Regions from separate parts of the Mus musculus genome. Here region 1 is linked to region 2. Evidence: chromatin contacts called from public HiChIP or PLAC-seq data. All regions are on one chromosome and are shown on one strand. Each heading gives the region's core, a stretch centred on a gene start, on an enhancer-like site or on the middle of the called end of the contact. The rest is flanking DNA. Distances are from core to core; before and after follow the strand shown.

Evidence for each region. HiChIP or PLAC-seq counts read pairs in DNA pulled down with a chosen protein or histone mark.
Region 1: a contact with region 2 is called in an H3K27ac HiChIP or PLAC-seq map of embryonic stem cells, with 9 times the contacts expected there. The contact joins two enhancer-like sites.

Annotation. Positions count from the first base shown.
Region 1 is chr14:29,949,294-29,953,204 of GRCm38.p6, reverse strand. No RefSeq gene overlaps it. Among named protein-coding and RNA genes, the nearest start is that of Selenok, 17 kb to the left of the region's middle. Within about 2 kb of position 2,209, at least 35 of the 459 cell types and tissues checked have an H3K27ac peak or open chromatin away from gene starts, as enhancers often do. A contact at or near this core is called in embryonic stem cells, where this site is marked.
Region 2 is chr14:27,667,855-27,671,596 of GRCm38.p6, reverse strand. All of the region lies in intron 2 of Erc2 (ELKS/RAB6-interacting/CAST family member 2), which reads right to left. Among named protein-coding and RNA genes, the nearest start is that of Erc2, 47 kb to the right of the region's middle. Within about 2 kb of position 1,521, at least 7 of the 459 cell types and tissues checked have an H3K27ac peak or open chromatin away from gene starts, as enhancers often do. A contact at or near this core is called in embryonic stem cells, where this site is marked.

The DNA of each region.
Region 1 (3,911 bases), core at 960-3,459, 2.3 Mb before region 2:
TGTTCTTTGCATCTTGGCTGGTCAGAGTCTCGACCTCTAGAAACTGTTTACTCCTTTTATAAAAAGCAGGACAGGGGAGGAGGGTGTAATCTCAGATTTTTGTGTTGAGGAAGATCAAGAGATTTGAGGCTGGCTGGAGTTACAGAGTGAGACTATTTCAAGAGTTATACACTATGCTATATGACTGCCAGTGGGATTTATTCTAAGAGTGCAAATTTAGTTGAACATCTTGCAGTTTAAATGAGAATGGCCCCCATAGACTCATATATTTGAATTCTTGTTCCCCAGTTGGTAGAACTCTTTGGAAAAGACTAGGAAGTTTGGCCTTGTTGGAGGAGGTCTGTCACCAAGGGCAGGCTTTGGAATTTCAAAAGCCCACACCATTCCCAGTAAGCTCTCTCTGCCTCATGCTTATAAATCCAGATATAAACTCTTAGCTACTGCTCCAGGGCCATGCCTGCCTGTTGTGTGCTCCTGCTACGATGATCATGGATTCTCCCTCTGAAACTGTAAGCCCAAATAAACGCTTTCTTCTGTAAGTTGCCTTGGCCATTGTGTCATATCACAGCAGTAGGAAAGAAAGTAAGACACATCTAAAATTAATGTAATCATAGTAATGATGAAAGGGACAGAATCACACCAAGACCTTAATAATTACAGAAAGTGCATTTGCCAAATTCAACACGCTCTCATGATGGACAGAAGGCAGTCAAGGATCACATGTGTCTAGCATATGTAAATAGATAAATATATAAAAGCAAGCAATCCAGTTTCTAATTGGCAAATGATCTGAATAAGCAGTTTTCCAAAGAAGTACACAGAAGGGTTGGAGAGGGATCACAGTGGTTAAGAGATCTGGCTGCTTTTCCAGAGGATCTAGGTTCAACCCAAAGCACCCGCATGGCAGCTCACAACTGTCTAGGAGTCCAGTTCTAGCACATCCAACTCCTCTTCTGGCCTCCATGGGCATGGCATGCAAGTGATGCATTGACATACCCGCCAACAAAACACCTGTACTAATAAACAAATTTAAACGAACAAGCTACACAGATGGCTGTGGCCAATAAGCACAGGACTATTCTCAGTATCACTGGTGACAATGAAAATGCAAATCTAAACCGTGGCAAGACAGCAGTTCTTCCTCAAATAGAGACTGCAATAACAAGAGGGACAAAAGCGAGCGCTGGCACAGAGTTAGGACATTTTATCCCCAGCCGGGGCTGCAACAGTTTTAAAATTATTTGTCATGGCTGTATTGTATCCAATCCCATAAATGAATGAATGAATTATTCACTTGTGGGGACAGGGTTTCAGGATGTAGTCCAAGAAGTCTCTAAGTCTCAATCCTCCTGCCTCTGTTCCTGAGTTTCTGGGACTAGAGGTGTGTGCCACCAACCCCATAAATTCATATGCTGTAGTTATAAGTCCCAGTGTAGAGAGACTGGAGAAGCCTATGCCAAGACAGACATATGAACACAGCATTGAAGTTCTTTAAAAAATAAGATTATATGTACATGTTTGTGTGTTTATATAGACATAGATAATACCATAAAAGATTGACATATGAAAAAAAGCCAGTTTACAGAGAAACCCTGGAAAGCTCCCCATCCTGGGGCTTCATCTATCAGTGTGATCCTTTGCCTTGGGACACAAGAGCCTTGATACTTCACCAGGAAGCTGGGTTTCAGACCTGTGCTTATTGCACCATCTCGAAATGTGACCATATACGGAGACAACATTTTTACTAAGTTAGAAGTCATTAAGGTAAAATCATTAGGGTGAGGTTTTAACGCTGTTATTACTGTCCCGATGAAAGAGGAGATTCGGACAGAGACATGTGTAGAGGAAGACAGTTCAAAGCAACACAGTGATAAACAGCCAGGTATAGGCCAAGGGGAGAGCCTGGGATGGATTCTTTCCTTGGGGAACCAACTCTGCCTCAACCTTGACTCTACCTAGCCTTGGGACTGTGAAACAATGAAATTCTGATAATCCATCTGGTTAGTGTGACATCTGTTACAGCAGCCGTAAGCAGATCAGCTCATCATTCCTATAGCTTTTAAATAAGCTAGCTGACTCTTTTAGCTAAGTTATAGAAATGGGAAGTATGGTGGTTTAAATAAGAATGGAGCCTCTAAGCTCAGAGGTTTGAATGCTTAGTCATCAGGGAGTGGTACTACTTAGATTAGGAGGTGCGTCGTGGTGGGTCTGGCCTTGTGGGAGGAAGTGTGCCACTGCAGGCCCTGTGCTTTTCTCTTCCTGCTGCCTGGGGATCTGGATGTAGAGCTCTCAGCTCCTTCTCCAGCACCAAGTTGGCCTGTACGTGTTTCCCACCATGAGGATAATGAACTAAACCTCTGAAACTGTAAGCCAGCCCCAATTAAATGCCTTTCTTTGTAAGAATTGCTATGGTCACGGTGTCCCTTCACAGCAATAGAACCCTGGCTAAACCAGGAAGATTTTGTGACTATTTTTACTTTGGCACACTCACAGGAGCTTTTACAGGTTATTTAAGTGGAATTCTGATTCCACGGGCTGAGGAACAAACATTACACTTGCCTCTTTTCTTCCTGTTATCCAGAGTGAGTCCTGAGAGCAAAGCTCTCAGCTAGGCTTTCCTTTTCAAAGCGCTTGCTGAAAGGAAGCAAGCCTTTGCCAGGCTTATGAAGAGTTTCAAGGCATTTGTGCTTCGGGGTTCTCAGCAGAACACCTGCAGCAGGGAGGCCTTGCAGGCTGATTGGATGCTGAACACTGACTGAGACTGAAAAAGGCCTGATTTGAAAGGAAATGGATACCATCAATCCTTAGTAGAATATCAAAAGTTGTAGGATACAGTGCTCATCAACAACTTCCCAGGAAACCAACACAGAAAGAATGCCTGCTGAATTTTGATCATCTTTACAAATCTGCTATGGAATCACTTGATTTTTTTTAAAAATATTTACTTATTTGCATTCCAAATATTGCCCCTCTTCTCAGTCCCCCTCCCAGAGTTCTTCACCCCCTCCCCTTTGTCTCTGAGAGGGTATTCCCCCATCCATTGACCCACCACCCACTCAGCCCCTCCCCTTCTCCCCCAGTATATCCCTTCCCTGGAACATTAGGTCTCTACAGGTTTAGGCTCATCCTCTCCCACTGAGGCCAGACAAGGCAGTCTTCTGCTACACAAGTGCCTGGGGTGATGGACCCCCCCATGTATGCTCTTTGGTTAGTAGATGTGATGGTTTGTATATCCTTGGACCAGGGAGTGGCACCATCTGAAGGTGTGGCCTTGTTGGAATAGGTGTGACCTGGTTGGAATGGGTGTGTCGCTGTGGGTGTGGGTATAAGATCCTCACCCTAGTTGCCTGGAAATCAGTCTTCCACTAGCAGCCTTTGGATGAAGACATAGAACTCTCAGCTCCTCCTGAGCCATGCCTGCCTGGATACTGCCATGCTCCCACCTTGATGATAATGGACTGAACCTCTGAACCTGTAAGCCAGCCCCAATTAAATGTTGTTTTTATAAGACTTGCCTTGGTCATGGTGTCTGTTCACAGCAGTAAAACCCTAACTAAGACAGTAGTTTAGTCTCTGAGAGTTCTCATGGGTCCACTTAGTTGACACTGTTGGTCTTTCTACAGGGTTGCCATCCCCTCAGCTCCTTCAACTCTTCCATAGGGGTCCCGACTTCAGTCTAATGGTTGGCTGTAAGTATCTGCATCTGTCTCAGCTGCTGGTAGAGCTTCTCAGAGGACAGCCATGCGAGGCTCTTGTCTGCAAGCACAATATGACATCAGTAATGATGTCAGGGATTGGTGCCTGCACATGGGACAGTCACTGGATGACCTTTCCTGAAGGAAAAGAAATGTTCTTTTAGACAGGAACAATTCTGGATCAAAAATTTTGAACGGAGGTTGGTGACTCCATCC
Region 2 (3,742 bases), core at 272-2,771:
CTATTATTCTATTCAAATACCTATTTAGCTATTAAGAAATAATGCTATGAAGTCAGGACCCTGGCCAGGCTTAGGAAAAAGTGACAGACATGTTAGTAGGGCTTAGCTGTAGAATGAATGACAGGTCCCATTTCTTAGTTTCTTGTGAGGCTCTAGTCAACCCCTTGTCCCCCTTAATCACTCCTTGTTGCTGCCCCGAAAGGAGTATCTAGTATTCCTTCCCAAATACAGAGACATTTATCAGGATATGCAGGATAAGATCGTCATGGTGCAGGTAGCTCACAACTGTTCTCTACGCCCCCATCCTTTTGCATGGAGCCCCAACAGGACAAGCCAGATCCAAGATTCCATCTTCCTTCATTCCAGTAGCAACAGTGCTTCCCCAGGAAGCACACCTATCACCCCACTTTCTAGCCTCAGAGGACAGGGCCCTACCAACCCTCCTCTACCCACACATTTCTGGGATCAGTATGGTAAGACACCAAAGCCACCATCCCTCTTTATCCCCAAGTTCTCTCTGAGTGTGGAGACTACAGGGTTTCCAACAGAACAGATATTACCACCGTGGGATCAGGGTAGATGTGGAAGCAAGTTCTCACACCCAACTGAAGAATCTTGCGTAGAGGCAGGCATAAGTGTACATCAACACATACATCAACACAGTCAGATCCCATCTGCCCTTTGACCTCTTTAACTGTATATTCTCCTGCACAGGCACTGAGGAGGGGAGAAGGGAACAATAGAATTCAGTCACCAACAACCTATGTAAACCCCTAACAAACAGATTCTTCTTCTTTTTTTTGTTTTTTTGTTTTTTTGTTTTTTTGAGACAGGGTTTCTCTGTGTAGCCTTGGTTGTCCTGGAACTCACTTTGTAGACCAGGCTGGCCTCAAACTCAGAAATCCACCTGCCTTTGCCTCCCAAGTGCTGGGATTAAAGGCATGCACCACCACACCCGGCCTTAGATTACTTTCTGATGGAAATGTGTACAATAAACTACACTGTGGTCAAAGAATAATGCTCCTTATAAAGTAAGCAAGCACCTTCCACTGCAGAGACATTTCTAACAGACTTCTTCTAAATGGGATTCAGACTTGAGAATGGCAAGGAACTGCCTTGGGAAATCCTTCCTCCAAGACAATTAACTGTCACTTATAGTGGTTAGCCTGCTCAAGTCGTAACATTGAGCTTAAACACATACAGAGATAAGTAGACACACACACGTGCAAACATTGCATGGTCACATGTACCCAACATGAAACTGGAAGCAGCCGCTGGGATGAAGCTAAGTACCATTGAAATGAGCAATGTCCTTAGAAGAGGCAGGCCCGGGATGCTGAGCTCATTGCAGCTGTATCTGCCTGTGCTTTGCTAGGAAGTTCAAGAGTCACAAACAGCTGTACAGATTCCAGTCATCAGTAAAACAAAGGCAGTTAACTTCCCTCTTGCAAAGCAAGCTCTGCACAGAAGGCATCTGCCTTCTTAGCATAAGAAGGTGGCACCTTTGTCTACACTGAATTCTTAATATGAGCTATCTCTCCCTTGGCTCTCCAGCCTTTTATCCTTCTCACTCCCAGCCAGGCACCAGCCAGGAACCACCCGCCAGGATCATGTCTCAGCTTCTTAGAATTAACCAATACCTGGTATGCCTTACTCATCTCTGATCCCATTCTTCAGACCTGCATGAGTGGCTCCTAAACTCTGTGAGACCAAAGAGTCCTTAAGCTGCTATTGCACACACATACGTGTGGAGTCAGGGTTCTTACTCCAGACTGTGCGAGCACATCATTATCTAGGTTGGTATCAGGATCAGCTCTGAACCCAGTGACAGCACACCTCAGTGACAGAGATCCGAACATCTGCAGCTGTGGCATCCTATACGAATTCCCAGAATCCACTTGGCTCACCTCCCACCTCCCACTGCTACCTGCGAGCGGCTATGTCACTATCCAAATAAAAGGCAGACTCCTCTGACCTCTCTCCCACCCCTTCTTGGTGGCCACCTTTGCTCTTTTCCCCCACAATAAACCTCTGCCACATGGAACTGCTTTGGCCTGGTGTGGTCTGTCCTGATGCAAGCCATGATTCTAACACAGTCTATATCTTACCAACTCTTGGATTCAGAAATGTTCTTATTTCACCTTAAATCTAAAACTATGTATGTCAACCAAGGGATGAACTACAGGAACCCAGAGAGATTATGTCCTACCTAAGGGAGGTCCCACCTACTAGACTCAAAACAATAATCTCTTGTCCATATTCAAGAAAATCAGGCTGTTAGAGAGATGACTCAGTGGTCACGAGCACTGACTGATCTTATAGAAGACCAGGGTTCAGTTCCTAGTACACACATGGCAGCCCACAACAATCTATAAGTCTACTTTCAGGGACTCAAAGGCCCTTTCTGGCTTCCACAGGGACCAGGAACACATATATACATACATGCAGGCAAAACACTCATACTCATAAATTAAAAATAAAACAATCTTCTCTTAAAAAGGAATAAAGGAAAACCCTAAACCTTGACTTTTTGCATGGTATTAACCTTTTAGATCTAGGCCTCATAGTCTAATGAAATTTAAAAGGCATTAGCGGTGTGCACAGTTTTGTATTTCATTTAATAGCTATTTACTAAGCAAATGTTATATTCAGAATTGGTATTTTAATGAAGGGATGGATAGGCGATGGATGGATAGAGGGAGGAAGGGAAGGAGGGAGGAACAGTAGGAGGGATGGACATATGGATACATAATTAAATACTGAAGGAGAAAGCAAAATATGATCCATAAATTAACAAAATACTCCTTAGAAAAAAGGGAGAGACAGCATTTAACCCATTAATACAACTGTCATTTGCCTTGTTAAAATCATTTATTTGCAGTTGGGGAGTGTCTCACAGAGTCTATAAGTTGACAATGAAGTAGAGACAGGCATTTAATCTAAGCCAAGGGTGTCTGCCCTTTCATAAAGTCATGAGAAGGGACCATGCGGGTCTGGAATCCACAGGTAAAACCTATTCTGGGTTACTTAAAAACAACCTTTTCCCCTCTCTGCTCTCTCGGGAGCATGGAATATATTTCTGTAGCATTTCTATTAGGAGGCTAATTAGAATAGCTGAGAAATGCCATCAACAGCGAAAGTAAAATTAGCCTTTACTTGTAAAGTTTCTCCTGAGGGAAACGCTGGTGGCTCCTCTCTCCAGCAAGCAAGGCAGTGGCAGTGCTTAGTCAGCACAGGGCAAGCCTGTGGACTGCTTCCTCAGCAGCACTGGAATGCACCCACCAGTGCACCCACGGGAGTACCAGGATCCCTGCCCCGCCAGCCTCTCTGTCTATCTGCTTCTCTGCCTCACCTGTCACATCTCAGCCCTGTGCCCCATCAAAACCGCACATGTAAGTCATATTATAACAGCACTGACTTTCAGGTGCTCTGAGAACACTTTTAATTACTTCCACAAATGGTGTGGGGGGGGGGGACGGGGGGGGGGCATGTGGAAGCCAAGAGAACAATGACCTTATTTTTTTAGACAAGTTCTCCCACTGCCCAGAAGGGTAGGCCAGCTGGCCAGGGAGCCCCAGGGATCCACTTGCTTCTCTAGTGTTGGGGTTTCTACCCCACACCCAGCTTTTTTATGTGGATTCTAGGGTCCTTATGCAAGCACTTTACCTACTCAAGCCATCTCTCCAACATTCTTGACAACTTTTGAACAGTAAAGAGTTAAGGAGGAGTTCAATGAATTTTG